Linked DNA regions of Danio rerio: region 1 is linked to region 2. The links are chromatin contacts, called in public Micro-C maps. All regions are on one chromosome and are shown on one strand. The core of a region is the stretch at or near the end of the contact, and the rest is flanking DNA. Distances in the headings are between cores, read along the strand shown. Region 1 holds the start of zbtb20 (zinc finger and BTB domain containing 20). Region 2 overlaps zbtb20 (zinc finger and BTB domain containing 20).

Evidence for each region. Hi-C and Micro-C count contacts between places; a contact is called where the count stands out from the background.
Region 1: a Micro-C map of caudal fin shows a contact between it and region 2, with 8 times the contacts expected there. The contact joins the promoter of zbtb20 here to the enhancer-like site in region 2. A contact is called at or near these places in 2 of 18 Hi-C or Micro-C datasets (caudal fin and embryo).

The regions. Positions count from the first base shown.
Region 1 is chr5:73,674,446-73,680,041 of GRCz12tu, forward strand. It overlaps zbtb20 (zinc finger and BTB domain containing 20), which reads right to left and starts at 3,913. Exons shown (of 4, transcript NM_001080604.1): 1 at 3,695-3,913.
Region 2 is chr5:73,630,972-73,636,179 of GRCz12tu, forward strand. All of the region lies in intron 1 of zbtb20 (zinc finger and BTB domain containing 20), which reads right to left. Among named protein-coding and RNA genes, the nearest start is that of zbtb20, 45 kb to the right of the region's middle. Within about 2 kb of position 3,415, at least 25 of the 62 cell types and tissues checked have an H3K27ac peak or open chromatin away from gene starts, as enhancers often do. A contact at or near this core is called in caudal fin, where this site is marked.

The DNA.
Region 1 (5,596 bases), core at 2,663-5,162, 44 kb after region 2:
CCACCCTGACATTTAATTACATTAATGCATGCCACCATCTAAACAGGGAAGATGATATTCCTATAATCTGACTTAGTTAGTTCTGAACTGTACAGTAAACAACGCAATCAAGTCTCATTTTTGGGGTATAATAAGAACGACCCTTCCTATCATCTGACAAAGCCATTGTAATTCTCTACAACTGCAATTGTTTAATAGTAATTCGACTTTCTTTCGATAATCAATTGCAAGCCAACTGACAAACTCTTTAGGAGTCTTTGGCTGTGGCATGTGAGTATTACGTTTGAAGCACTAAGAGGGTTTGATGTCTCCAAAATAAACAGCGCACAATGCCTCCTTTTGATCTACGAATCTCAATATTCCTAAGATCGAGATTTATTTGTTGTTTTTGCTCACATTTAATCGTTTTCATCTTACCAAAAATAGACAAAAGAATGTTTAACGATTTTTAAAAAAAACTTTACTCCACATTAAAAATAGGAATATGAATTCGATTATGTGACTGAAGTCCATAGGTCTCAATCGTCTATCATCTATCACACCCAAAATAAATAAATACATAAGTACTGTATTATAAATAAATGATTATCCGCAGGAATTAAAGCACGTTGCTGCATCATTAAACATTCAAAGGTCATTAAGCATAAATGTAAAAAGTGCTTCAAAGCACATACGATGACCATGCGCTCTTATTTTGCTGTTATAATTTCAACTCAATGAGGTGATCATTGTAAGCAACAATCAATATGGATTTCAAATGAGTAAACACAATACACACATTAATGCTTAAAAGACTCTTTGTTAATGTATATAAGTTATCAACAATACTCATTCAATGCATTGCTTAAGGGTTTAAGTCACTCAAGAATCAAATTTATAATATTAAAACTCATTAAAATGCTAAAACACACAAGTTTATTTTTTTAAACACAAATGTGTCACATATTTCTAAGCAAAGCCATAGTTATGTTTAACTACAGTGTAATAACACTCAAAAAGCATTCAGGAGACACACAGGATTATAAATATCTTGGCTAAAGCAACTGTTAGGACTCCTAACATGTTTAGGCTACTTCTGTTTACAATACATGCGATTCACATTTACAATAAAGTTTATTTTCGGTTTTGTTGTTGTATAACGTGCTCCTATTCACGCAGAGCTACAGCAACTTAAAGCTGACAGACGAACAGCCTACACACAGCCAAGGCCCTCCTTTCCTATCGAATACCGTCCAAAACAGCCATAAAACTACACACGTTTTTAATTGATACAGTTGAAGACGTATTTCCACTTCATTAAGCAGGTGCACAATAATAAAAAAACACCATGAAAAAGTAGAAGCGGAGCAGTCTAGCACGTGCTGAAGGGCTTAATTCATAAACTAATACAGGCCTTATAACACGGATTTTTATTCAAAGTGATCTTTAATAAAAAACTAGTTTGTCATGGATATGGAAAGAGTTAAATTACTCGACGAAGTCCTGCCTGCAGATGCAGGAAAGCTTTTACAAAAGAGTTAGGCTATATGAAAAGAAGGTCGGTACCAGAGCAAAAAATAATTAAATAAATAAAGTGCCAAAAGATACAGTTTCAGATATATATTTGCAATAATATTACAAGCACAAAGAACAACTAAGTATTCCTCAAACATTTCCAACGATTAATAATAAGATAAAATACTTAGGCTTTACTTAATGTATGCATTATCCTCTCATAGCCACATAAGATGTAAAGACATACATATTTAGGTTATATGTGAAACGTAGAATGATTGAAACAAGACATAAAAAGTGTTTGACAGGCACTCATAATTATAATTCAAAATATATTAATGTACCGCAAAGCAAAACGGGGTTAATAGACCAGAGGTCATGATTTCTCCTAAACCCTACTGTATAATGTATTTATATTCAATAAAATACTTTGCTTTTAATCAATATGTCTAAACTTTAAAAAATCATTAACGTTAAATTAAATCTTATTCGACTGTTATATAGCCAAGGTGCGTTGTTATATATATACATAAATAAGTAAAAGGGTCAAACTTCCAAGGCCGCACTGCCAAAAATGTAAGACTGTCGGTGCGTAAATTATTAAAAAAAAAATAAAAACTGAGTGCGAACAAACTCACACTTTGTTAAATAAAAATGAGACTGTTAAAATGTGTTTATCCCGTTAAAAGCAAGCTTTCCCTCAATTCAGTTCACACGAAAACACTCAAATAATCAAAGTAGCCAACATCGGATAGAATCTCCCCACATTAAATGACAAGCTTTTCATGTCATTTGCTATAAATAAACAGCTTATATAAGACAGACATTTTATAATACTGCGTCGGGAAACAGAGGGCATATGATAAATTAATGAAAAATGTGTCTGGGCTGCTTTTTCCACTACGGGCCAATGCCATGGCTCCATACCCGCCGTCTCCTACCACACAGAGATAACAATACAATGAGAGCTGTGATCGGACGGCCGCTAAAAGGCCCCGTTGCCTCCAAAAAAACTGAAGACGAGCTCCAATGTGTTTTGCCATATGAAGTTTTTTGGTGTTAAAATGGCCGAGAGATTTATTGTTTGCGTAGCCTCCAAACGCGTGCGTTATAGGCAACAAGCTGGCACTTCACAACACGGAGTCAAAAAGAGGTCATTCAGTAAGTACAAGCATTAGAATCCAGAACAGATGGGCATTTATGTTTTGTGACTGAAACTAAATTTCGCTTTCTTCGCATAGTCGGAGCGAGCACTAAAAAATTCGGTCACTTAGCAAGCCTGCGTATCCTAATTTAATAATGCCAAATAACGGACATGGTAAAGCGCCAGATACACTCCCTACAAAACTCCGCAGCTTTAGTATAACTACAATTCAAGCTGGCTTTTAATACATCCACTGAAAAACAGCAACATTCATAACAATTCTGCTTATGTCTGAGATAGCCCGAGTCCAGAGGCTAGCGCGCAAATCTACAGGGGTCAATAAAATATTAGCAATAGCCCGGAAAATACTGGGATTCCGGATAAGCGGCGGAAATGTTTAAATCATCACTTGTATCTCGAGTTAAACAAAATACTTCGCATTCTGGAGCCCATTGGAGATACTTGACACTTAACACACGTTCAAAGCGGTGTTATTCTATCAAATATTTTGGTCGTATGTAGGGAAGTCCCTAGCGGCTCTGCTTTTCGTGTCATGGTTCAGTGTTGTTACGGTTAACTTGGCGTAAATATTAAAACGCACTGCAAACGAACACAACCCATAAGAAGTACATACAAAGTCTTCACATCCCGACAACAGCTTGAACTAGTATAAAATGAGTGACCGAGCGAGGAATTACATGGTCATTCCACCTGAGACGTCACTCCAAACAAGCATTTAGATAATTGTTTTGCTGTGTTTCACAATTTAGACAAGCACTAGATGTTCAGGGAAAACTTCAGAATGGAGATCCTGGGGATTCTTTCGCAAGTAAATGTAATTTCACTAGCAAGTTTGCTTTTTCCTCTTTAAAGCTGGTTCACTTATAAAACACTGCTGAACAATGAGTAAAGTCTTGCGACTGAGCTATTACTTTAAGCTCGAGCTTAAGTTTTTCCCGGCTCATATCAAGGGAATGACTGCTATTACTCTTATAAATAGCCTAACATAAATAGTATAAGTACCCTCCCCCTCCCTTCCCTCTCCCTATTTCTTACCTGCTGCTTTAAGGGTCTTTCTTCTCCAGTGGCTACAGCGCTTCACAGCTTCCCCGGTTTTCCCCAGGCAAGGACTGAGTTTATTAATATTGTCCCTTACTTTGTTTCATTTCTCACTTCCATCTTCTTTCATCTCATCAATAAACACACGCTGCAGCCTACCTTCGGAGAGGACATCACGCAGCTCGCTCGTGCCCTCCCATTTTTTCACTATTCGTCGAAGATTTTGGGCAGCCACGCCTTTCTGCTGGCGATTGGAACAGAATGGACTTTCTTGAAGCACGTAGGTTGTGATATAAATCGTTCAACATGACTTTACCCCAATCGGTGAGCCGCACGCCCTCCCTTCCGCGCGGCGAGGAACGCTGAAACTGGCTCCATTGTGGCTCTGAAAGTGAAACTATTCTTGCCTTGTCGCGATTGTTGTGCTTGAACCAGCATGGACACTACGCATCCTCAGTTTCCTAACTGTACAAGTGCACCGCTGAGTGTGTCGAAGGTCCCCCTTTGGAGGAGTTTCTGCTTTCACCCCCTTGATTCCTGAGCGTGGTCAAGTGCATACATTAGCACGAATTAAACGTTATTTGGTCAAACAAGCGCGAATTAAACTCCGGGAAATCCATGTCCCATCCACGACCAAAAGGCCAGTCATCCGAGAATCCCGCATGTTGATCATTTATAGATAGCCTACTTTAGATTGGTTAGGGAGGATGTCAATAAATTTCTCCAAATTATATCCGCGCCCACATTGGATGATGACGCTGCCCGTCAGATTTGGGGACCAACAAGCTAGATTGCTCGCCGCCCGTTGGCTTTTACTTTCTACGCATTTCTATTTTCTCATTTATTTATTTTTTAACGTCCCTAGCTGACCTCAAGGAAACGTAAGGAGAGTTGCTGACGGCACTGCTGGCCAATCAGATCGTGTAAAGTGACACCGAAGTTTTTTGTTCACCAATACGTTCACAGAGCCGTTGTGACGGACTCAAAATAATGCAATAGTGGTTCACGAGTCCCCAGCTACACTGAGCAGTGCCCCCTCCTCCCGACTCCCCCCAGTCTAGACAATGACAGGTGTGTGTGTGCGCGCGCGCTCGTCTGTAGTCTAGACGAGGAATAATCAACCTTCAAGCCCAAGTGATTTTTTTTCAGGCGTTTATATATATATATATATATATATATATATATATATATATATATATATATATATATATATATATATATATATATATATATATTCATACACACACACACTACAATTTGAAAATGAACTAGTAATCGTGCAAACGTGTCTCAGAGATATGAATGAACAGAGTAATTTACATATATCTCGAATATGACGATGTCTGGCAGCGTTATAATTATAATTTACGACGTCCCGGCAGGAACCTTTGATGGCAAATATCAAAGAGACATGTTTACATAGAACAAGCCAATTCGTGGGTATCTGTTCTGTATATTACTATGATAAAGGAGCGGTTCGACCTTGGCACACGTAAATATTTCGTCACATGTAACAATCCCTCTCCTCCATAATATCATCCCGCTTAGTATGAGGTTTCCGGTCCGCTTGCGCGCTTTTCTTGATATGGAGGTCCCCCTTTCGGTTGTAAACATGAACAGCAGCGTTTCACCGAGAGGTTCACCGGGGGACACGCACACCGTCTGCCCTACATAAAATGCACCCATTGTAGGCCGAGGTGTCAGCTGAGGACGACTTGCAACCTAGAAACAGCAGTTTGGCCCCTCCTTCTCTTTGTCAGGCGCATTGTAAACGTTAGCCCGAAGTCTTCTGAGGTACTTTCTCCAAAAATAGCGCATAAAACTGGCATTAACAGCAGAAATGACATTTCGTCCGCATGACTGTAGTTTTGTTCTCTCCGAATAACCGTTTTCTAGACC
Region 2 (5,208 bases), core at 2,165-4,664:
TTTAAAAACAAGAGACCAATTTTTTTTTTGATGTAAAATGAACGGGCCTTTCAGAACCCACTACTGAGCTGTACTGTGCAGTCAGCACAGAATAAGATATTTTGAAGAATGTTGGAAACCGTTAACCATTGACGTCCATAGCAGGAAGCCAAATACTATTGAAGTCAATGGTTACCGGTGTCCAGCATTCCTCAAAATAGCTTCTTTTGTGTTGAACAGAACAAAAAAAAAGTCAAAGGTGAGTAAATGATGACAGAAATGTCTTTTTTAGGTGAACTATCCCTTTAAGCACACAATTTCTGCTAAACTGCGCAGTAAGCAAAAAATTAAATATTTTGAAAAATGTTGAAAACCGGACTGCACGGTGGAGCAGTGGGTGGCATGTTCGCCTCACTGCAAGAAGATTCCTGATTCGAGCCTCAGCTAGGCCAGTTGGTGTTTCTGTGTGGAGTTTGCAAGTCCTCCCCGTGTTTGCGTGGGCTTCCTCTGGGTGCTCCGGTTTCCCCCACAAGTCCAAAAAACATGTGTTATAGGTGAATTGGCTAAGCTAAATTGTCCCTAGTGTATGTGTGTGAATGCTTGTGTATGGATGTTTCCCAGTGATAGGTTGCAGCTGGAATGGCATCTGATGCGTGAAACGTGCTAGATAAGTTGGCGGTTCATTCCGCTGTGGCGACCCCAGATTAATCAAGGGACTAATCCGAAAAGAAAATGAATGAATGACTGTTGAAAACCGGTAAACATTTACATCCATGGTAGGAAAGTCAAATACTATTGAAGCCAATAGTTACCAGTTTCCAGCATTCTTCAAAATATCTTCTTTTGTGTTGAACAGATCAAAAAAAGTCAAAGGTCAGTAAATGATGACAGAAATGTCATTTTTAAGTGAACTATCCCTATAAGCATGCAGTTTACTAAGAAATCACAAAGCTTAAAATCTACGCAAGTTAAGCATGGATAGAAATATACATTTTTTAAAAACAAAAGAGACCAATTTTTTTTTGCTATGTAAAATGAACGGGCCTTTCAGAACCCACTACTGTGCTATACTGTGCAATGAGCAAAAAATAATATATTTTGAAGAATGTTGAAAATTGGTAAACATCAACAACCATTGCAGGAAAGTCAAATAATATGGAAGTCAATGGTTACCGGTTTCCAGCATTCTTCAAAATATCTTCTTGTGTGTTGAACAGAACGAAAAAAGTCAAAGGTGTTTAAATAATGCCAGAAATGTTATTTTTGGGTGAATTATCCCTTTAAATACGCAGTTTACTAGGTAATCACAAAGCTAAAATCTCTGAAAATTAAGCATGGACAGAAGTATTGGCATCCACAGTAGGTAAAACAAATGCAATAAAAGTCAATGGTAACCGGTTTCCAGCATTCTTCAAAATTTCTTCTTAGTTTGCAATGTAAAATGAACGAGCCTTTCAGAACCCCATGATGTGCTATCCTGTGCAGATCGCACAAAATAAGATATTTTGAAAAATGTAGGAAACTGGTAACCAACTACATCCATGGCAGGAAAGTCCAATAATATGGAAGTCAATGGTTACCGGTTTCCAGCATTCTTCAAAATATCTTCTTTTGTGCAGAACAGAACGAAAAAAGTCAAAGGTCAGTAAATGATGACAGAAATGTTATTTTTGGGTGAAGGATCCCTTTAAGCACACAGTTTCCTAGGAAATTAGAAAGCCTAAAATCTACCCAAAATAATCATGGACAGAAATATTGGCATCCATAGAAGGTAAAAAAATGCAATGTAAGTCAATGGTTACCGGTTTCCACCATTCTTCAAAATATCTTCTTGTGTGTTGAACAGAACGAAAAAAGTCAAAGGTGTTTAAATAATGTCAGAAATGTTATTTTTGGGTGAATTATCCCTTTAAATACGCAGTTTACTAGGTAATCACAAAGCTGAAATCTCTGAAAATTAAGCATGGACAGAAGTATTGGCATCCACAGTAGGTAAAACAAAAGTCAATGGTTACCGGTTTCCAGCATTCTTCAAAATTTCTTCTTAGTTTGCAATGTAAAATGAACGAGCCTTTCAGAACCCCATGATGTGCTATCCTGTGCAGATCGCACAAAATAAGATATTTTGAAAAATGTAGGAAACTGGTAACCATCTACATCCATGGCAGGAAAGTCCAATAATATGGAAGTCAATGGTTACCGGTTTCCACCATTCTTCAAAATTTCTTCTTTTGTGCAGAACAGAACGAAAAAAGTCAAAGGTCAGTAAATGATGACAGAAATGTCATTTTTGGGTGAACGATCCCTTTAAGCACGCAGTTTCCTAACACATCACAAAGCTAAAATCTCCACAAATTAGTCATGAACTGAAATAAATAAAAACAAAACAAAAATGAATTTTTTTTTGTAATATAAAACGATTGGGCCTTTTAGAACCCACCATACTGTGCAGGGGCACAATTTCACAGACCCAGAGTTTCTCCCCGAAAATATCCCAAGCCTTGCTAGTGATCAGTGGTGAAATTAGGTAACAAAAGTGCGAGGATCCCGAACGTCAGGAATTGCTCCCAAAGATCACCCCACACACACACACACACACACTCACAGGCGGGTGGGCAGCCGTTCCCCTCCTCTCTGCCTGGCCCACAGTGGGTGCACAGCAGCCGCCTGCTACCTGCCCAGAATCCTAATCAGTCCAGGGGTCTGTCTGTCCCCCCTCCCCTCCCCTTGCCTCCGCCTGTCTCACTCATTCTGCCTGGTTCAGACTCGCTCCACCCACTCGCTCACCCCTCCGTCTCCCGCCCTGCCTCTTTCTCTGCCTTGGACGAAAGGGGCCGATGATCCTTCAAAATTAATTAGATCCCTCCCCACCCCCTTTTTCCGGAAAAAAAAATCCACATAAGCACCCCCCCCCCTTTTTTTTCTTCTTCACCGCCCTTGTTTTCCCTCTCCCAAAAAATCTCTAATCTTAGAAGGGAATCTCTCAGTTTTATTACGACTGAAAAAAAACCAAACGTTTTCCTGTGTGTGTGTGTGTGTGTGTGTGTTCTGTCAGTCACTCAATAACTGTCAATACGTCCCTAGAGGTCAGCAGACGCTCAGACGGACAAAGACCACTAAAAAGAAAAGAATAATACCGCTATGACGGACAGCGAGGAAAAAAAAAAAGTGAGAAAAGCAGGCGATATTCAGGTTAATCAGAGACGCTTTTTAATGAGGCGGCCATCTCATAAAGCATGCCGTGCGGTGACTGGAAATCATTTTTATCAGGACTGGGGGGGTGGGATGGGGGGAAAACAAAGACGGAGAGAGGCAAGGCAAGAAAAAGGTGAGGGTGGGGAGTCGGGCAGAGCGAAGGAGGGAGGTGTGGGGTGTTTCTGGGAAAGGATGTCAAGCATCTGAATAATATAAATCTCAAATATGCAAATGTGACTTACAATGCTCGGCATTCACACATTGTCCTTTGCCTCTGAGCCTGGTCTTTAATGGCACACAGCAGAAACAATAAGAGCGCGAGAGAGGTGGTGCTGGGGATTTATTTAGAACGCGACCAAACTATATTTGTATAAAACCCACATAAATATATTAATGCAGCTGAATGGTACGCTGACCTGCTTTTCTTTTTTTAAATACCCACTGCTTTTTTGATGTCTCCGTGTCTCTTGTTCATAGGTGGTAATAATCTGCATCACACGTGTGTCAGAGGCCTATATATAAAAAAAAAAATAGTGAATGACAAGAGACAGGCAAGAATCGAAGCTGACAGTATCTGTCTTGTCTGGGTTTTGGCGTCAGTTATGGACGGGAGTTATTATTCAGATGCGGTGAATCACTATACTGTGTGTGACATACTTTCTCTCGCTTGTAGGTTTTAGGCAAGGTCGAAATCACAAAATGTCCTTAGTGCAGACGTGCAACCTTTGGATACTCCAAAATGTACAGTTGAAGTCAGAATTATTAGCCCTCTTGTTTATTTTTCCCCCAATTTCTGTTTAACGGAGAGCAGATTTATTCAACACATTTCTAAACATAATAGCTTTAATAATTCATTTCTAATAACTGATTTATTTTATCTTTGCCATGATGACAGTAAATAATATTTGACTAGATATTTTTCAAGACGCTTCTATACACCTTAAAGTGACATTTAAAGGCTTAACTAGGTTAATTAGGCAGGTTAGGGTAATTAGGAAAGTTATTGTAAAAAATAGTTTGTTCTATAGACTATCGAATAAAAATATAGCTTAAAGGGGCTAATAATATTAACCTTAAAATAGCTCATAAAAAATTAAAAACTGCTTTTATTCTAGTCGAAATAAAACAAATAAGACTTCATCCAGAAGAAAAAATATTATCAGACATACTGTGAAAATTTCCTTGCTCTGTTAAACATGAGTTGGGAAATATTTAAAAAAGAAAAAAAAAATCTAAGGGGGGCAAATAATTCTGACTTTAACTGTATGTTTCTCCCCTTATTTGTATTGACTAAGGATGCAACGATTATAGATTTTGCTTGTATGATTATAGTCTGAGGATAGGGCTGGGTGATTAATCGAAAAGTAATCGACATTCAGAACTTATAATCGATCAACATTTTTCAGGTAAATTCTTTTTAATTGCTTACAGTACCTTACTGCTTGTGGAATCACGTGACTCTGCTCTGTTTGTTACTATTGTGTTATTTTGCTCTACATTGACGATGATTGGAAGCTGAGAATATTTTCAATTACATTAAATTATTATTTACATTAAAATATTATTTACAGAAGATGCAAGAAATGCACTGATTAAATTATTATTTACAGGATTTGCAGGAGTTATTTTATTTAGAAGAGATATTGCTTATTTTTTACTTTTAATATGAACATTTTTTTTAAATAATTTAATTTTTTTTTACAAAAGTGCTGGTTATATATTTATTAATTTATTCATTTTCTTTTCAGCTTAGTCCCTTTATTAATCAGGGGTCGCCAAAGCAGAATGAAAGCCAGTTATTATTTATTTTCAATTTTTTATAAAAAGTGAAGTCTGTTTTAGGCAATCTGTGTTATAATTTCAGTTGTTTAATAAATAATCATAGATAGTAGACATAGTGTGTTTCCATTTTAAAATCAAGTAATCCACCCTACATTCAGAAATCTCTCACTGTATTAAACCTGTCAGTGAACTATGAGGGGAAAAAATTAAAGAAATTAATAAAATAATTGTTCATTAATCAGAATCGAGTTA